Regions from separate parts of the Sus scrofa genome. Here region 2 is linked to region 1. A link is a contact called in public HiChIP or PLAC-seq data. All regions are on one chromosome and are shown on one strand. Each heading gives the region's core, a stretch centred on a gene start, on an enhancer-like site or on the middle of the called end of the contact. The rest is flanking DNA. Distances are from core to core; before and after follow the strand shown. Region 1 holds the start of PSMC5 (proteasome 26S subunit, ATPase 5). Region 2 holds the start of STRADA (STE20-related kinase adapter protein alpha).

What was found. HiChIP or PLAC-seq counts read pairs in DNA pulled down with a chosen protein or histone mark.
Region 2: an H3K27ac HiChIP or PLAC-seq map of alveolar macrophages shows a contact between it and region 1. The contact joins the promoter of STRADA here to the promoter of PSMC5 in region 1. A contact is called at or near these places in 2 of 47 Hi-C or Micro-C datasets (both in liver) and 2 of 2 datasets of contacts at active chromatin or transcription factors (alveolar macrophages and skeletal muscle).

Annotation. Positions count from the first base shown.
Region 1 is chr12:15,104,003-15,108,151 of Sscrofa11.1, forward strand. PSMC5 (proteasome 26S subunit, ATPase 5) reads right to left here and starts at 2,324. Exons shown (of 12, transcript NM_213983.1): 1 at 2,153-2,324; 2 at 1,562-1,633; 3 at 499-568; 4 at 1-69. The coding sequence starts at 2,176. It overlaps FTSJ3 (pre-rRNA processing protein FTSJ3), which reads left to right and starts at 1,640. Exons shown (of 20, transcript XM_013980850.2): 1 at 1,640-2,809; 2 at 2,983-3,088; 3 at 3,367-3,413; 4 at 3,531-3,610. The coding sequence starts at 2,743.
Region 2 is chr12:15,189,426-15,193,574 of Sscrofa11.1, forward strand. It overlaps STRADA (STE20-related kinase adapter protein alpha), which reads left to right and starts at 2,368. Exons shown (of 11, transcript XM_021066785.1): 1 at 2,368-2,496.

The DNA.
Region 1 (4,149 bases), core at 1,074-3,573:
CCCGGACTACTTCCCCCACATAGGAGCCCTGTTCTTGCAGTAGCTGTAGCTCCTCTCGCAACAGGCGAACTAGATGGGAAACAGACATAGTGGTCACCCAGATTCTTTGATGTCTCCCCCCACGACTTGATTCAGGATTCAGCATGCATGAACTAAGTGCCGTTTTGAAGTTTTGAAAGGAAGGTTTCAAAAAGAAAGTCAAAACAGGTCCTACTGCATAGCACAAGGAACTATGTTCAACACCCTGTAATAAACCGTAACAAAAAGAATGTGAAAAAGAACATATATGTGTGTAATTGCAACACTACCGCACAGCAGAAGTAACACTGTGAATCAACTAGAATAAGACTTTTTTTTTACAAGTCGAAATTCATATCTTTAAAGGAGGTTACAAGGGAGCTTGAGAGATGTGCACGTGAACAACTATGAGAAAGCGACAGGCACCCGTGTGAGGACCTCACACTGCCTGCGTGCAGCCTTCCCATCCTTCCCCCTCACCTTTTGCATTAAGCTCATTCCTCTGTGCTTGCAGCCTGCGGAGATTCTGGCTCTTGTCATTCACAATCAGCTGTGGAGGACAAGAGGCAAAGGGCAGACAGTGGTAGGAGGTTATGACCCTCACAGGCTGATGGGAGCAGAGTGAGGAAAGAGCACTGGGCACCCGCATGTTATTTCAGATTCTCTAATGTGATCCAAGAGTTCCTCAGGAGTGTAGGACAACCACAGGGAAAAAGCTTCTTGTCTAACACTGGTCCAGGAATAGCAAACCCTAATGGAGAAGAGGCAACAGCTGGCTTACACTGTGTCTTGCAGGGCAGTAACATGGTAGAGAGAGAAGATAACTTTGAGTCAGAAGCCTAAGTTCTAGCCCCACTGCTGGCTGTTAATAGCTGAGTAAAGCTAATGAAAACCACTTAAAAGGTCTAGATCTCTCACCAAACTGCAAGTGGTGCACCTACTGGCCTCTTTTCGGGGTTAATTTGAGGAACAAATGAAAGCAGCACAGGTAAAGCATTTCAAAAATGACCACCCAAATATGAAACCTGCAAATGTACCTGGAAGTGAGAATTTTTCCTTGTGGCTCTCCATCTAATTTGCAATATTTTCCTCATTTCTATGATCTGGCTCCCTCTTTAGGCTGTAATACTGGGTTGCTAGTTCCTTTTCATTTGGCCCCCTGGAACCAGCATTGTTCAGACTCCTCAATTTTGTCTTCCCTCACTCTCACTCTGCCCCAACCCCTCTCTAATAAATCCCATCTTCTGAACCTACATCTTCCCTTTTATAAGAAACTACCATTCAGGCTTCCTCTGAAAGGAATGATTTTTGGCCGGGGCTAACTTTTATGTGAAAATTTGACTCCTGAAAATATGTAACAAACTGTGAATATTAATGATCTTCAAAAGGGTGGGACTTGAGGAAGAAACTGTTAACTTGATATAATTCATACCCTTGGCTTCTTGCTTCTTCCACTGCGCCCCAGTGGAATCATACGGCTTTCTAGAAATCGGCTCCATCGATCCTTCACCGAAGCCCTTCCAGCTCCCTCAGGACCTCTTACCTGGAGTTCTTCAATCTTGGACAGATAATACTGGCGGAGTCCACTGCCTGCCTTCCCCTCTTCCAGCTCCATCTGAAGACAGTTTAATTATTAAACAACAGGTTAAACACCCAAGGGATAAAGCTACTTCCAGCTTGGACTTCAGAGACTAAGACTTGGGTTCTAATCCCTCACTCCATCTCTTCAAAACCCTTCGTGTCCCAGTGACAGAAGAGGGGAAACAGAAAGAGGGGAAAAAAAGTCCACCCCTTAAGACTTTCAGGAGGAGCAAGAGAGAACACACAAGGCAACGGCATACAAACCCGAAGGGTCATTACTACAGGAGGAGCCAGCAAGAAGGACGGGTTCCCTGACTCGGGCGACTCGCTCACTCATCCCGCTTCCACCGGGTCTTCCATTCCCGGCCCTGCCCTGACCCGCCGGGGGAGGCGCTGACACAGCAGATCCGTTCCCAGGCAGGGCCCGGTCCGGATTGGTCCATCCACACCTGATTGCCTCAACGCTCTTGCCCCAGACGGCTGCCCACCTCGGATCACACCTGCTCCGCATCCAGCCCTGATCCCCGTCTGGCCGCGGCAGCCGCCGCCATACCTGCTCAGGCCCGTCAAGCGCCATCTTCCCTCTTCCGCGGAGGCCCCCGGCATCAGAGCCGCTTTGGTGCGCAGGCGCGGAAGCGGGGCTTGGGGGACCGAACTCCCGGGCAGAGAACAGTTCCGGGTCAATGGGCGGGGTGTGCGCCCAAACAAAGCAAATAACAGGGGCCCTGAAGCGGCGGGGCCACGCGAGGTCAGGAGCTTTGGAAGGGGATAAAGAGGACGCAGAGCTCCTAAATGTTATTCCGAAGAAACTAGGTTTTGGTTAAAGTAATATTACTTCCGGGTGCAAACATCTAGTTTATAAACCTGGACACAGAGCTTAAAGAAAAATTTGTGGCCACGCTCAAAATGGCGGAAAACTTGGATCCGCGGACGCAGCCGACGCACACGGAAGCGGAAATACGTTTGCTGCTTACACGTGCCGCTGCTGGGGTAGTGAAAACGGAGCTGGGTGGTGTTAGGAGCGGAGTGCGGAGTGTCTTTGAGAAGACGAGTGGGGAGCGGAGAGCGTAATCTAGTATTCTGGGCGGAGACGTCCTGATTTCTGCTTTCTCTCCAGATTGAGTGGCACTCCCCAGTTCCACTATGGGCAAGAAGGGCAAAGTAGGGAAGAGCCGGCGGGACAAGTTCTATCACCTGGCGAAAGAGACCGGTGAGTCATGGTTTACGCAGTCTGAGAGCAAGAGAGCCACCGATCTTTGCCTGTTCGCCTCCTTCCCGAACATTGGGTTTCTCTTCCACAGAAGAGGTGGTGGGTTGTGAGGCCACCGTAATCCCGCTGGGAAAGCGCTTTCGCGGACTTTATTCTTTTTTCATTGTTTCTAGGTTACCGTTCCCGCTCTGCTTTCAAGTTGATCCAGCTGAATCGCCGCTTTCAATTTCTGCAGAAAGCCCGAGCCTTGCTAGACCTGTGCGCTGCACCAGGTGGATGGTGCGTAATATCTGGCACCTGTTGCTTCTTGTGGCAGCTTTCTGCATTCCCGCCATGGATGACTGAGTTTAACTGTGGGCAGGAGAGATACAGGACTAACAATCTGAAATTTTTCTACTTCCGAAACAAATTTCAGGGAAAAATATTTGGAAGTTATGTATGAGATATGTTTGGCCACTGCAGTCGGCAGGGGCTCCTAATACTGGGGATGAGAGCCAGAGACGGCGGGAAAGGGACAAGCCAGGGTAATTATTTCAGTGTTTACTTCTTTTTTATAGGCTGCAGGTGGCTGCCAAGTTTATGCCTGTCTCCAGCCTTATTGTGGGTGAGTGACAGTTCTTTTAAGCGTTTCGGGGATGGCGAGTGTGACATGCTGTGTTCGGCATTCCCTTCCTCCTGTTTAAGGCAACCTTTGGGAACACTCCACCCTGATTTCTTCCAGGTGTGGACTTGGTTCCAATCAAGCCTCTTCCCAATGTGGTGACTCTCCAGGAGGATATCACAACAGAACGTTGTAGGCAGGTAATGGAGATTTCTCTTTTCTCTCTCTCTTTTTTTTTTTTTTTTTTTTTTGGCTGCATCTGCGGCATATGGAAGTTCTCAGGCCAGGGATCAGATCCAAGCCTACCCTGATCCTCTGAAGGCATGCTTTTCCTGTTTACCATGCCTTGAGCAGTGCTTGCACAGGACAAAACAGGTAATACATCACGTCCACCAAGCCGTTATTCTGGAAAGATGTGTTTGGGGTTGGCGGAAGTGCAGAGAATTCAGTGAAATTCTTTCCGGCAGGTTCACTGGTGGCCTCTAAACTCCATGAGAACAGATGTTGCTTTTGTTTATCATTGTATCCCCTGCTTGGCATAGGATTTGGCCCCTGGTGGACACTCAACAAATGACTGGGTGGACAAATGGCTGAACCACGAACTCCATTTGTAGCCCTTTCTTTATTTTATTTTTTTGGTCTTTAGGGCTGCACCCGCGGCACATGGGAGGTTCCAGGCTAAGGGTCGAATCGGAGCTACGGCTGCTGGACTACAGCACAGCCACAGCAACTCAGATCT
Region 2 (4,149 bases), core at 1,118-3,617, 85 kb after region 1:
GGCCTCACTTAGCAGGTTAAGGATCCAGTGCTGCCAAAAACTGCAGCATAGGTCACAGATGTACCTAGGATCCAGTGTTGCCATTGCTGTGGCATATGCTGCAGCTCCAAATCAACCCCTAGCCCAGGAATTTCCATGTGCTGTGGGTTTGGCCATAAAAACGAAATGGAAAAAGTGCTTTGAGGAGTTCCCGCTGAAGCCCAGGGGTCACGTGAAGGACCCAGCATTGCCAAAGCTGCAGCTTGGATTCACTGGCCTAGGAACTTCCATATACTGTGGGTGTGGCCAAAACTTTTTTTTTTTAAGTTCTTTAACATATAGAATGCTCTATAAATAATCCTCCCCAACTTGTTAAACTATACATTGTAAGTGTCTAGTTCTCACTTGAGTATTCTAGGCAATTAGTTTTACCTTTCTCACAGTCAATTTTATCCTGAAGAGGGCAGGTGCACTCAGTTTAAGCTGGATGCTCAGAGTTAAAAACAAAACAGCCAGGATCTTCAGTCCTTCTCCATTCCTCTAATCTTCAAGCAGGTTTCGGAAAGCTCCAAAGATCTTGGAGATTCCCACCCTTATTAAACGTAAGTGGAAAACATTAGGGAGCTTGTACATTCCAGGACTCAAAAGCAAAGCAAGAGGAGACTATGTTTGTAAACTCTGAAAATTGACCTTTCACTACACCCATTTTCTGAGTTATCTGGCTTTAGTATGCCCTTTTGCAAGGAAATTTGCTCCCTGAAACAGAGTCAAGGCTGAAAGTTTGCCCAACTAGCTTTTGTGTGCAGTCAAGAAGATTCGAAAATCTTTTAGCCACTTTGACCAACTGACATCCAGTTAGGAAATGACATAGCTATTGGGCTGGGGATTAGATGGCAAGTACTACCATGTTTAAATTCCCCATTGTGATGGCTGCATCAAGTTTGGCACTGGGAGTTCCCGTTGTGGTGCAGCGAAAACGAATATGACTAGGAATGATGAGGTTGTGGGTTCTGTCCATGGCTTCCATCAGTGGGTTAAGGATTCCGAGTTGCCCTGAACTATGGCGTAGGCTGCAGACGCGTGGCTCAGATCCTGCATTGTTGTGACTGTGGTGTACGCCAGCAGCTGCAGCTCCGATTTGATCCCTAGCCTGGGAATCTCCGAGTGCCACAGGTGTGGCCCTAAAAAAAGGCAAAAAAAAAAATGTTTGTCATCTTTTCAGGCACTGACTCCTCTAATACCCTTGATTCTAAAGACAACAGGTGAAGAAGGTCTTTTGAAAAGAACATTGCAGGGCAGCTCAGGTCCTTGGTGTGGCATGAGCTTGATCCCTAGCCTGGGAACTTCCATATGCCGTGGGCAAGACCAAACAAATGGAAAACATTGCAGGGAATTTTACTTCAATTTCTGCTACTGTCTTGCTTTGTAAATTTGCCAAGTCTGCTGCTGAAAAAAAAGTTATCTTATTTGACAGAGAATAGTGAGGATACTGCTTTGGAATGTTATAAAGCACTAGATGAGATCAAAGTGATGTGGGTAAAATTTAGTGAGACGCTGAGATGCACTGGCAAAGTTCACATTTCAGTTTCGCTGCACATTTCCGACAGCCCCTGTTTGAAGGTAGCTGAACTTCTCCCCCATCTTGGAAGTTAGACCAGCATGAATGTGTGCCAAGGGTCATAGCTGGTAGGGGTGAGTGTTCATTACTTGAGGGAGTATGTCCATTTTGGGATCCACCCCACCCCCACCAGCGTGGGCGGAGTCACTAAAAAAAGTCTCACAGAAGGAGTCTTGCTCCATCATTTATTGCTTCATCCTTTCTCAAGAGCTGCATGCCTCTGCTTAGGCTAGCTTCCCCACCAAGGCGAACCTGACACGTTTCTGCAGACAGAGTTGTGGGTCAAAGGATCCAGAACCGGGAGTTCCCTGGTGGCTTAGCGGGGTTGAGGATCAAGCCTTGTCACTGCTGTGACTCTGGTTACAGCTGTGGCGCGAGTTCCTTTTCTGCCTCGGGAACTTCCGCATGCCCCGGGCACCACCAAAAAAACAAACAAACCAAAAAACCTTGTACAAAGGATCCAGGACAAAGATCCAGAGGGGGGAATAAAGATAGTTCTCATTGGTTCAGGTATTTTCCTCCTTTTACAGATAAGGAATCTGTGCCACAGAGAGAGGATGGCTTTCCCCTTTGAAGCCTGTCAATCCGGTGCCCCGGAGGCCAAAGTGAAGGGCCTTTGAGAGTATGAGGCTGTTTTTTCCACTAAAATCCCATCACACGAAAGGAAAGGCACCCAAAAAAAGTACTCAAAGTAGCCAAATCAGCAGCCAGTGTTGCCGTGCCTTACTCTAGCTCCCTTGACTCTTGATTGTTGAAATCATCCCACTTCCTTCCTGCAGCGCGACGGAAGCTCTGGCAGCCCTTTTCGGACCCCGAGCCGACACCGACGACAAGCTAGGTCTTTGGCTTCCACACACGGGAGAAACGGGTCCCTTCTGCTGGAGGCCGAAAGCCCTCAGGTATGCGCTGCGCGTAAAAAGGTTAACTCAGAACTGGAGAACCGCTTTCCGCGGGGCGCGGCTGAGGACCCTCCGCACGGCAGCCACGCGGGACTCAGGCAGAACTGCCCCCACTTGCGGCGCCCCGGGGCGGGGCTTCCTCTCCCGCGCTGGTGGGGCGGGGCAACGAGGAGCTTCCTCGCTCCTCCTCGCCCCGCCTAGAGGAGCAGGGACCGGGCTCCCTCGCTCCTTGGAGTGATTGGGCGGGGCCTCCTGTCCAGCTCCGGGGTGGGGCCGAGGCAGGGCGGAGCTCTCTACCAGCCCTCCCCGGGTCCCTCTACTGCGCATGGCACGTTGCGTACCTCCTCCCAGCAACCGGCCCGGCGGCAGCGCGGCGGTAAACTAAGGAGGCGGAGCTGAGACTGGGTCGGGACTGCTTGCTTACTCCAGGACCAGGTACCGGGCTGGCGGGACCGCCTGGTGCGCTCCAGGGATCAGTCGTTCCTCGCTCTGATGCCAATTACATCTTCTCAGGGGCACCCTCTTTCAGAGCGGCCATCCCGAGCACCCTCTCGCCCTTCACGGGCCCCTTTTCACCCGAATCCTTCTCGGTTCCCGCAGTGAGGGGCTGCAGCCGGAGAGCAGAATAGGCTTGGGCCAGGCCCAGACACACCCGAGTGGAGTTTCCGGGCAGAAGAGGCGAGCGTGCTTTCCCTCCCTTCTCCCCTGATTTTCAGGTGGGAAACCTGCGGCCCAGGTGGCGGTTTGTCTTGATGAAGCTAAGAGGCGGCGGCGTATCCTAGTGCTGCACTCTCCCCGAAACCCCCCCCCCCGCGTCCCCGGTCCCGCATCCCCATCTCATCCCAGGCTAGGTAGGTCAGGTCCTTGTTAGGAAAGAGTATTCCCTGAATCAACCTAAGTAGAGCTTCTAATTGTCTTGCTTTTCAAAATGTTTAAGCGCCCACAGTCGATTTGGGGTGTGGGTGGGTAAGTGAGCGCGAGAGAAGGGGAGTGGTGAAATAAAATTGTTCACGTTTTCTGGAAATAGGGAACTTCTCTGCTAGGAGAAGTGCCAAGATATCCTAGCATATTCTAACTTGATTTTTACCAAGAGAGGAAAAGCTGTTCGAATTGGTCCTTTTCTTATTGAAATATCTGTTGGAGTAGAACCGTATTCCAGTATGTATTTGTGGCATTAAGACAGTTTTTCATCGACTGACTGGTGTTTTTCTTTGGCGTCCCCCCCTCAAGACTATTTCTCCTCCCTGAGAGTTGAAGAAACTAAATCTTTTCTGATTATCTGCCTCAGGCCAGGAGCCTATTCACCCATAAGTACTGAACTGGTTATATCTCTTCCTCCCCACCCTTGAACTAGGTTTCTTAGAGGTATTGTGGCTCAAATGCATTGTGTATAGTTGTAATCCCAGACATGGAGGAAGTTTAGAAAACCAGTGATGAAAATAGGGGAAAGGGAAAAAACTAAATCAAGAAAAGGAATTCTTTCTACACTGTTTGGCATCTGGTCAGCACCATTGTCAAATCAGGTGATGGCTTTTCAGTCATCATATCTTGGCACACACAGACTCGACACTTCTCCCGTGTTATCACTCACAGTTTCTAGAGCACAGGCTTTGGAACAAACCTGTTGAGTTCTCTACCACTTGTCTGTGTAAC